Linked DNA regions of Mus musculus: region 2 is linked to region 1. Evidence: chromatin contacts called from public HiCAR-type data. All regions are on one chromosome and are shown on one strand. Each heading gives the region's core, a stretch centred on a gene start, on an enhancer-like site or on the middle of the called end of the contact. The rest is flanking DNA. Distances are from core to core; before and after follow the strand shown. Region 1 holds the start of Tcerg1l (transcription elongation regulator 1-like). Region 2 has its middle 44 kb from the start of Gm30808.

Evidence for each region. HiCAR-type assays count read pairs that join an accessible place to other places.
Region 2: a HiCAR-type map of kidney shows a contact between it and region 1, with 4 times the contacts expected there. The contact joins the enhancer-like site here to the promoter of Tcerg1l in region 1. A contact is called at or near these places in 7 of 39 promoter capture datasets (cranial neural crest, embryonic stem cells, hippocampal neurons and 2 more), 1 of 484 Hi-C or Micro-C datasets (CD4 T cells), 6 of 115 datasets of contacts at active chromatin or transcription factors (SST interneurons, embryonic forebrain, embryonic stem cells and 2 more) and 1 of 9 other capture datasets (embryonic stem cells).

Annotation. Positions count from the first base shown.
Region 1 is chr7:138,395,296-138,400,138 of GRCm38.p6, reverse strand. Tcerg1l (transcription elongation regulator 1-like) reads left to right here and starts at 2,409. Exons shown (of 12, transcript NM_183289.3): 1 at 2,409-2,818. The coding sequence starts at 2,486.
Region 2 is chr7:138,654,453-138,659,345 of GRCm38.p6, reverse strand. No RefSeq gene overlaps it. Among named protein-coding and RNA genes, the nearest start is that of Gm30808, 44 kb to the left of the region's middle. Within about 2 kb of position 3,170, at least 9 of the 459 cell types and tissues checked have an H3K27ac peak or open chromatin away from gene starts, as enhancers often do. A contact at or near this core is called in kidney, where this site is marked.

The DNA of each region.
Region 1 (4,843 bases), core at 1,160-3,659:
AGCTAATGCTGCCTGACTTGATGGTAGTATCCGCCTGTACCACCCTTATAGTTCTTATCTCTTTGACCCTTAAGCCATCCTCATGACACACAAGTAATCTTCACAGGAGTGATCATGGAGAATCCTCTTAAATAACCAGGAAGCCCAGGTGCCCAAGAGGAGAACTCACATCCTCCAGGGTATAAAGTTGTTCCTGGATTATATGGGGGCTGAGGCAAAGGCTGGGGAGTCGATGAAATGAGAACCTGAAGGAGGATTTAAACTCCCTTGAGCCTCCTCATAGCAATTAACTAGTGGGAGCTGTTTTTTTTTTTTTTCCTTTTTTCTGTTACTCAGACTCCAGCACAGAGCATGATGTAGAAAAGTGACTCCAATATTGAGATCCTTGGATAGTGTTGAGCCTCTGACAGTTGACAGAAAAAGAGGAGTGTGACCATTGGAGGCTCTTTGAGCCTGCTCTCTCTTTTGAGTCAGGAAGTGCCCAAGGTGTCAAGGCCTTTGAACACCAGCCCAGACAGGAACTTAACCTTTAGCCAAGTTGCCTAGCAGAGGCCTTGAGTGAGAACCGGTGTAGAAGCCCCCCAGGATGGTAAGTACCCACAGATTTGGGGTGACTCCCTTCCTTCACTCCAGGAGCTAGAGGTGCTGCAGGCCTAAAACTTTGCTTTGCTGAGAGTACACACAACCCAGACAAGGCCACTGGGAATCTTCTATGCCCCCAGGTCACACCATGAAGGAATGAATGGACCCTGTTCTACTTCTCTAAGAATACAGCTTTGCACGCGCAAGCTCTCGAGGGGGGATGGGGGGAATTAGTCTACCTAGCAACTGGCACAACATCCCAGTTTGAGTGGGAGCCTAGAGAGCAAGATGGCCACATAACATCACCTGTGTACATACAGAAGTGCAGCCTCCAGTGGATGATACCACTGCTCCAATCTGCGAAGCTTTGGGGCTTTACATGGGAAATAATCTTGTCAGTACTTTGGCATCCAAGAAAGGGAAAACCTCACAAATTGTAAGTGGTTTGGGTGGAGAGAAGTAGCGATGTGCCAGCTATGTAAATCAGCATATGTTGAGACAAAAAGAAATTGTGACAGGTCAGGAGGAAGTTAGAAAGGTAGGCAAACCAGGAAAACGAGGAAGCAACCCTACCTAGAAACTGATTGGAGCCAAGTGGGTGCTTCTATTTCTACCAGGAGGGGCTGCGAACGGGGTGAAGGGTGGTGAGTATGTGCCTGACCTAGGTGTGTCTTTGGATGTAGCTGTGCGGACTGCACTTTCCCGCCGTCAGGCAGGCTTCATTGGCAAGCTCCTGCTTGGTACCAGAAGTTGGATGCCTAGGGTTTCAGGTTCTTTAGCACGTGACAGTCTGTGCCCTGCCGCCGGCACAAACTGTCTAGGACTGGACTGGGGCTGGAAGCCGTTACCAGTTGATGTCAGAGGATCTGATGGAGAAGACCTGGCATTGGACCAGTCTACCCAGTGTTCTGCGCAAGCTAGGTCAGCACAGGGGCTGGGACCAGCGCCGCCTGGCGGAAACTGCTTGTGATCAGAGCGAAGCCTGGCTCCGCCGGCTTAGAGAAAGGAAGCTCCGCGTGGAACGAGTGGAGCAAGAGATTCTTTGACCCAGACACTTCTTGCGGCACAGCAGCTTATGGCGAGGCATGAAGGAACTCAGTCCTGTGCCCGGAGGGATTAAAAACAAGTTCACCGAGGCCAAGCCCTCTAGAAGAAGTCACTTGTGTTGTGCCTTGCATCAGAGAGAGGGTAGAGGTTGGGAGTCTGTGGGTTAAAGCAGAGGCAAAGGAGGGCGCTGAAGCCAGCAGATAGCCAGAAAGGACTTTAGACCCAGTACTAAAAATTCGGGTTTCCTGGCACAGTGAACCTCTAGAGACTTGGGAAAATATTTTGCATATTTATCCAAGAGAGAAATCGACCCATGCCTAGAAGGGTCCGGGACTCAGCTGGCGTCAACGTCTGCAGTCTAGTATTCCCTCTGGGCCCTGGGCCCTAGACTCACTTTAAATCAGGTAGATCACGCCGGGGCCGCCAGCTCCGCGAGTGGCGGGACCTGCCCGGTTCCAGCGCAGCCACCTCGGCTTCAGCTTGCCATTAGGATCGCAAGCGGGGTCTGGAGCCCCTGGACCCTCCGTGCGCACCGTCAGCTAGAGCAATTGGCCACCAGTAGCGACAACGGAGTGGGCTAGGGATCACAGTAGAAAAAAAATCAGCCGGCTGGGTTGGGAGCACCCCATCGTGCCGCGCTGTGTCCCCGCCTCGGGGGTCCGGATCTGTGGGCGGGGACTGGGGCCCCGCCAGGCCCGGGGCTGGCGCGGGCAGGAGGAGGGGCTCCAGAGCGGGCCAGGGGCGGAGCGAGCGGCCGCGTCGCGCAACCAAGTGAGTTCGCTCCGAAGCCCGCGCCGCCGCCGGCCCGCACCTCGGGCGCCCGCCGCCCCCGCCGCCGCCCGCGCGGGGGTGTAGGATGCTGGCGGGCGCCAGGCTCCAGCGGCGGCGGCGGCAGCTACAGCAGCCCCAGCAGCCCCGGTGGCGGCAGCCTCTCCCGTGGCCGATGAATGCAGACCCACCGCCACCGCCCTGGGTTTGGATGGTCCCCGGCACCGCCGGGCTGCTCCGGCTTGGCGCCGGGGTCGCGCCCCCGCCGGTGCTGTTGGCCTCGGCGCAGCCTGCCTCCGCCCCGTTGCTCCCGCGGCTGCCGGGCTGGCCAGCCCCGGGAGAGCCCCTGCTGCCCCTGCTGCCGCTGTCCTCTGCGCCAGACCACGCCGCCGTGCACCATTATCCCCTGCTCCACGGACAGGTAACGGCTCCAGCCCTGATCCCACCCAGGCTCGGTATTGCGGGTCCCTTCCTATCCTGGGGCTGCCCTGACCCTCGGGTTGGCTCTTCTCCGTTCCTGGGTTGTCCTGGGTTCTCCATACCATCAGGACGCAGCCGCGCATTCATACATTGGCAAGAAAGTTCATGCTTCGACGTCCGGTTTTGCTTTGGCAGTCTTTTTTTTTTTCCCCAATATTTTCCCCTGGCTCTCATTAGACCGCCCTAGATCCCGCATCCCTGGCTGAAGCCAAACAGCCTGGACCCAACTTTCCCCGGCGCCGGGCGCTGTCCAGAACGCGGTCCTGAAGTCGCTGCCTCCAAGCAGAGCGCTGCAGCCAACAACCGTGGCTGCCATCGCCTCGAAGTTAATACTTTTACAGTCTCCACCAGACTTGAAAGCAAGCTGCAGATCAATAGCTATTTCTGATTCTGATCTGGTCCCCCTACTCCTTCACATAGATTCAGGGCAGTGCTTAAGAGAATTCCAGCCACGGAAGGCAGCCTGGAAATCCTGCCATGAAAGCGTCTTGTGTGGGGAATTCCTCTCCTGCCCTCTGAATTCCCTCAAGCCAGATCCTACTTTAGAAGAGTTTGGCATGCAGAGACTGGAACAGCAAAGAAAAGTGACTGCACCTTTGATTGATGGTGTCGTGGTGCAACCTTTCTCCTGGCTTCGGCCAAATTCCTCGTTCACTATCTGTGCGAGTGAGTTTGAATGCAGGAATAGCTTGCATTTCACGCCGAAACGGATACCATTAGCACATTCAAATGAGCATTTTGTCACAATATACCTTTTCATTATTTTAGCCCGGTACCACCTTGTGACTTTTTTTTACAAGACGTCATGAAACTCCCCGTAAGCTATTCCTTAGACTTAACGATGCAGATACATGCTGTACTGGGCATCCTATCTTGATGTGTGATACACATAGTAGTCAGCTTTATTGGATAAGCTCTGCTAGCTTTTGCCATGTTTAGGAGGGTTGCCATTTCAGAGTGTTACCACTAGAGGTACATAATGTCAAGAAATCCCCCAAAAACACCCTGTATAAATAATTTTTTTAAAAAAAATTTCAGAAAAAAAATCTTAGCATTAGTCTTTTGAATATTGCTGCTATTCACTATCCAAATAAGGATAGGGAGAATCAGAAAGCTATTTTTACATATAACAAACAAACAAACAAAAAATGTGACTTTGAAACAGTAGCCACTGAGTGTTCCCCCACCTCAGCATTACTGGGGTGGTTTAGTGGGTGACCCATACTTGGTTGTGTGCCCTTCCTGTGCTGGCTGTATTATTTTCTGCACTGAGATCTTCCACCAATTTTCTTTTCTCTAGAATCTGTTTTAACGAACCTTCAAAAAGTTACAATCTTAACTCCTTAAAATAGTTTCAAAATGACAAATGAAATGATGCAAAGTAGCACACTGAAGGAGATGCCAGAGATACAGCTCTGTGCTCTCCATGACTGGAGGCTGAGAATTCAAAAGAAAAGGCCCCAAAGTCAGCCTTTGCCCCTCCCATCATGGTTTCCCATCAGCCCAAGGCAGAAACTCCTTATCTTTTCATTTTCTTTTTTCATTCCCCTTCTCCCTCCCTCCCTCCCTCCTTCCCTCCCTCCCTCCCTCCCTCCCTCCCTCCCTTCCTTCCTTCCTTCCTTCCTTCCTTTCTTTTTTAAGTTAGTCCTTTGACAGGTCCTGAATGCATTGAAACCTTTCTGGTTCCTTCCCCACCCTCTTTTGTTTTCTCTCCTCTCTCATCATCTGCTTTTTCCTCACCAATCCCTCTCCAGGATTTCTGACCTTAGGGCTTGCCTCCTGACCTACTTAGCTCACCTAGGTATCTGTGTAACCAGGGACTGTGGAAGTACCTTTGAGTCTCTCATGGTCTTATCTTGGAAGTTCTTTCCCTATAATCAAAGAGACTGAAATGATATTTTTATGATGATCCATATATACGATTTTCACAAGTTTCTTTGCAATTTATAAATGGTCATGGTATTTC
Region 2 (4,893 bases), core at 1,921-4,420, 260 kb before region 1:
CACTTTCTAAGGCACATGTTCATGTAGTTACTTCAGTTCTCATGAAACTGCTTTTCTGCATAGACAGGTAAGTTCAGGTCTGTGGGACATTGGCCATGGTTTTAACCATGGGTTTGAATCTAGGTCTACCTGCTGCCTGTCTCTGGCTGCTTTTTATCCCAGCCTCTCTGGGCCTCTGGGCAGTATCCATGACTGATCATTTGTTTGTTCTCACACGGGTTGTGACTTTTTGCAACATTATTAACACAGTTTATTGGAAAGCAGTTGATGTGGCGCTGTGGGCCATTGACTGCTTTGGCAGTGAGGGTGGGTTTCTATGCAGGCAGCCAGTTCGATTTACCATCAGTCAGTCAATGCTGCTGCTTTGCACACTAGCCTGGGGGTCACAGGGTCACAGGGGTGCTCTGAGGACCAAGTCAGTTCAACCATCTTCTATATTAGGAAAAGCAGCTAGCGATGTGTGAGCTGCAGTGGCTTGCCTGCTCTGAATGAACTGTACTGCATATGTGATCCCAAAGAGGATGAGAACTCTCCTACTTCCCTGCTGGCTGGCATGCTTCAAGGATCTATAGGGAGCCAGGTCAGAGGAGGCAAAGGAACTCACCTGAGTTCTATGTTCCTAGATTGGGCTAGACCCATGAACTACTGAGAGAAACTACTGTATTGGGTCAGCCTGTTCCAGGGAGTATGGGGACCTGGTGTAATTAAAGCCTGTGTTCTCATCCCATGAGTCTTCCTTGGCCATAGAGCACTTGATCAGCCTCATAGAAACATGACATCACAGTTTGGTCTTTCCATGCATGATTGACAGTCTCAACAACCAATGGGAAGCCTTTCCTCTTGCAACTTCTCTTCCCTGGTTCTCAGGGCTTTCCCTGCTGAGGGGACAGAGAAAAGTAGTGTGGGGGTGGTAGGCTGTGCACAGACAGCCTGGTCCCGGTCGAGTAAAGGTCTGGAACCTTGGAGCTCCAGTGGGCGGTGATTTCCACCTGCATGGGACCATGCCTCCTGGGTACCTGGCTCCTGTCACGTAGCTACAGCCTCCCACAGCCCATGTCACTATATAGCATCTGAGGTCTGTAGTTCTTGCTGTAGCTGCCTCTCATGATTCCTCTGATATATTTTAAAACTGCCTTGATTATGACTTCATGTGGTGTTTTACTATAAAACTTCATTAAACTACTTCCATGCAGGACATGGAACCCGGGATAGCCTAGTTCTGTCTCCTAGGCCATAGCCACCCATGTTTGGCTTCATAATAAACTATCCTTTATTCTCTCTGGGACAAGAGCCATGGTTTTGTGTTGACACTTGAAATACCGCCCCCATCTGCTACAGGGAAAACAGAGACACTGGCCAGTGGTGAGACACAGCTATATCAGGTTCCCGTACCAGTGTTTCCTATAAACAGTACATAGGGTTGACATAGTTGATTATAAAAGAAATGATTATCCAAATGGTTAATATTTCAAAAAGTCACAAATATTCTCCAAAATAAGCGATTTTGTTAAACCCTAATTTGTATTTTTATGGGAAAGCTTTCTCTGTTGTCCCAGGATCAGAGCTTTGGTAGTGGGTGATCGGGAGGCAGTGATGGAGACGGGCTAGAGCTGGGCACTGGGCCAGCCTGTGTTGGTTTCTTTTGGAGACTTTGGACCACAGGAAGCGGGACTCTGAGTAAGTGGTAAGGTGCTTTGTTTTCTTCCAGCTCTGCCTTTTGGAAAGAGACCCTAGTGCTCCCCTCCCTTTACCCTAGTGCTCCCCTCCCTTTACCCTAGTGCTCCCCTCCCTTTACCCTAGTGCTCCCCTCCCTTTCTCAGACTGGCTTAGCCAAGCTCTGCGCTTGTGACTGTTTATGTGACTGTTTACTGTGTTCACTGTCCAAAGAGATTAATTAAAAAATGTGCAGACTTCACATCTCCCACACTGGGAAGGCATTTTGCATTCATTGTCTGTTCCCTTTCAGCACTTGTCCAGGTCTCTCCCCTCCCATGTCTGAGGTGAGCCCGGGCCACTCACAGGTAGGAGGGGAGCAGCAGGCTGAGTAGCTTCTGTTTCCAACTGAAGCAGTGCACTGGGGCTCTCTCAGCACTGCCCACTAAACCTGCCTGAGTGGTGTGTGGGTGTCATTGGCAGCCACAGGAGCACAGCGATTCCTTCCCAGGCCTGGGTGAGGACTTCATTATTATTCCAAGGCTGTGAAGAGACCTTGGTGTTCACCAGTGTGGTGGCACATATTTTTAATCCCAGTATTAGGGAGGCAGAGGCAAGTGGATCTCTGAGTTCAAGGTCAGCTTGGTCTACATGGCTAGCTCTAGGTCAGCCAGGGCTACAAAACGAGACCCCTGGGGGAGGGAGAGAGAACTTGGTGCTATGGGCTGCATATAGCTCAGCAAGGCAGAGAAATTGCTACTTATGAAAAGTAAAACTGTCCTGTGTTTTGCAAACACTGACTATGCATTTTAAATCTTGGCTCCATGAAAAATGTTCATCGTTGAAAATAAAGTGAGCCGTGCTTCTAACCGTTCCCACTGGCAGCTTAAGCGAGCTGATTCCTACCTGGGTTGCAAGGTTTCGCCTTTCCCTTTAGGAGTCGCCAGCCCCCGTTCTGGACTCTGAACAACCCCGCTGTGCTTCTTAACCTTGTCTGGATGTTTGGAGGGATCTCAGCTTTACTAATAGCCAGTAGTCTGTGGTAAACAGATACTATGGAGCCCTGAACTCACATTGTGGCACTCATCCTTTGTGTCACTGGCCCCCTCCCTAGCCCTTTGAGAGCCAGCCGCACCCATGACCTGCTTCCAGCCTAGAGTTTGGTGGGGTTGTTGGGAGGGGCTGCACAGCTGTCTTATTGTGTGAGAGGCCCTTTGATAGAAGTTCTGAGATTTTCCTGCGGACTTGGTTACGGTGGGCATGGAGGAAAACCAATGGTGGGGACCTGAGAAAGATTTTGGGAAGATTTCAGTCAGGAGGAGATGGATGTGGAAGCTCTTGGTGAGGAAGTAGGAACTGGAGCAGCCTGAGTCTGGAAGGCCATTCCTCTGACAGTCTAGAGAATGCCTGCCCCAGGTTAACTCCAGCAAGACCTGAGTGGGGAGCCGGACATGCTGAGTGAGACCAGGCTCCTGGCCAACAGGGCAGGTTTTGTTTCAGGCTGCCAAGTGTGGTAATTCTGTTTGGCCTGCAAAGCCAGCATACCTCCCTGAAGGAGGTTTAACACAGGCAGGGGACAGTGCACCTCGCAGCCAGCCTGAGGTATTGCTGAGTAGGCTTTTTGTTCATCCACTAGACTATGGGGCTGTCCCAGTGCCAAGTGGGAGGACCTCTGGGGTCCCAGTTCACTGCTCAGGGAGAGTCACTGCAGCTCTTCCATAGCTCGGTTCATTGTCATGTGATAGGGCTGCTGAGACCCTGAGGCGCAGAAAGGCCAGGGCGCACCTGAAGCTCGCAGTACCTAGCTGGAGTCAGTTTGTCTCAGGTATCTCTGGAATCTACTGGGCAGCATGGCAAGGTGAGCTCCGGGAAAATGTCACTCCCTGCAGGAAAGCAAGGCGCTGGAAAGGTTCTTCAGCCACGCCTTGTTCTTCCAGGCTAGCTTGATCCTCTGACTATGGGGGAGGGGTTAGCCTTCCTCACTGGTCACCCTCTACCTCCAAGCTGATTTCCCAGCAGGCCTTTCACTAGGCTAAGGTGACAAGGCAATAGAACTGTGGAATTAGATGTTTAGCTCATGCTGGGAGTCTCAGTGACAAACATTGGTTGACATTTATTCCTCTGCATAGAGGGCAAATTGAGAGTCAGTGTCCCTGCATGACCGACTGCCTTCTGCCTTTCCTCACATCCGCTTTTGAGGACATGACCAAGGATAGGTTTGAAAGCTTTTCTCACTGTGGATTCAGATACCAGCATCAGGGTTTCTGCACACCACTCTAGTGATTGGTGTTAACCAAGCATAAGGCTCACAAGTGCTACTCTGGATATTGTAGAAAGAACAAATAGGAATGGGCCCTAGGCTATTTGTCTGGACAGAGATGAAGGTCACAGGAGTTGGGATGTTATTTGTAAGCATGTGGCATTCTAGGGACACAGGGACAGAGTTGGTGCGCAAACACTAGCCTGTGCGATTAGTGCCAGTAATTCACAGTAACCAATGTTTGTCTAAGACCCTTGATTAGTAGCTAGTGGGGCTCATGCAGGCCTGGCAGAGCTGGGTGAATGCACATGTGTTTGCCAAATGTCTATGTCACAGTGAACTGAATTCAGGACACCACCACTAGACTCTCACCTGCGACAGTGACTTCCATTCTGCTTGAATTTTGGAACCATGATTCTTAATGTTGCTGAGGTGACAAGGGCAGTCATTGTACCTGGCTTCTGAATCCAAGGAAGAGTGGCTCACATTCTACATGCAGCCCCCTCCCCTTGCATCCGCTGATCATGAGAGACAGTGAAGCTGCTTATGGGGCAGTTCTGTAGACTCCTTGCTCACTGGTAATGCTTCCTGCATAGTCCTCTCAGGTATCACCCAACTTCTAGTGACAGAGAAAAGTCACACTAGAAATCCACCTTTCAAAATATTTCAAAGGGAGGAGCCTTCAGCCTTTAACATAATCCTCACTAGTGGTGACTGGAGTGGAGAAAGAGACACACAGCTCTCATCGGTTCTCCTTGAACAGCGTGGGATGCACACAGAATGAGTACCATTTATTAAGTCAACAATCATCCCCAAAACTGTCCAAAAGGAACAGTTCAGAGTACCTCTCTCTGAATGGCTTCTTACTGTTTACCAAACCCCTTAGGAGGAGATCTGGGCTGGGATGGAAGTGGAGCTCGGATGTCCTGGTAGGGAGGCTGATCTGGAAGGTAATTGTTCTGATTGGATGACTGGACTAG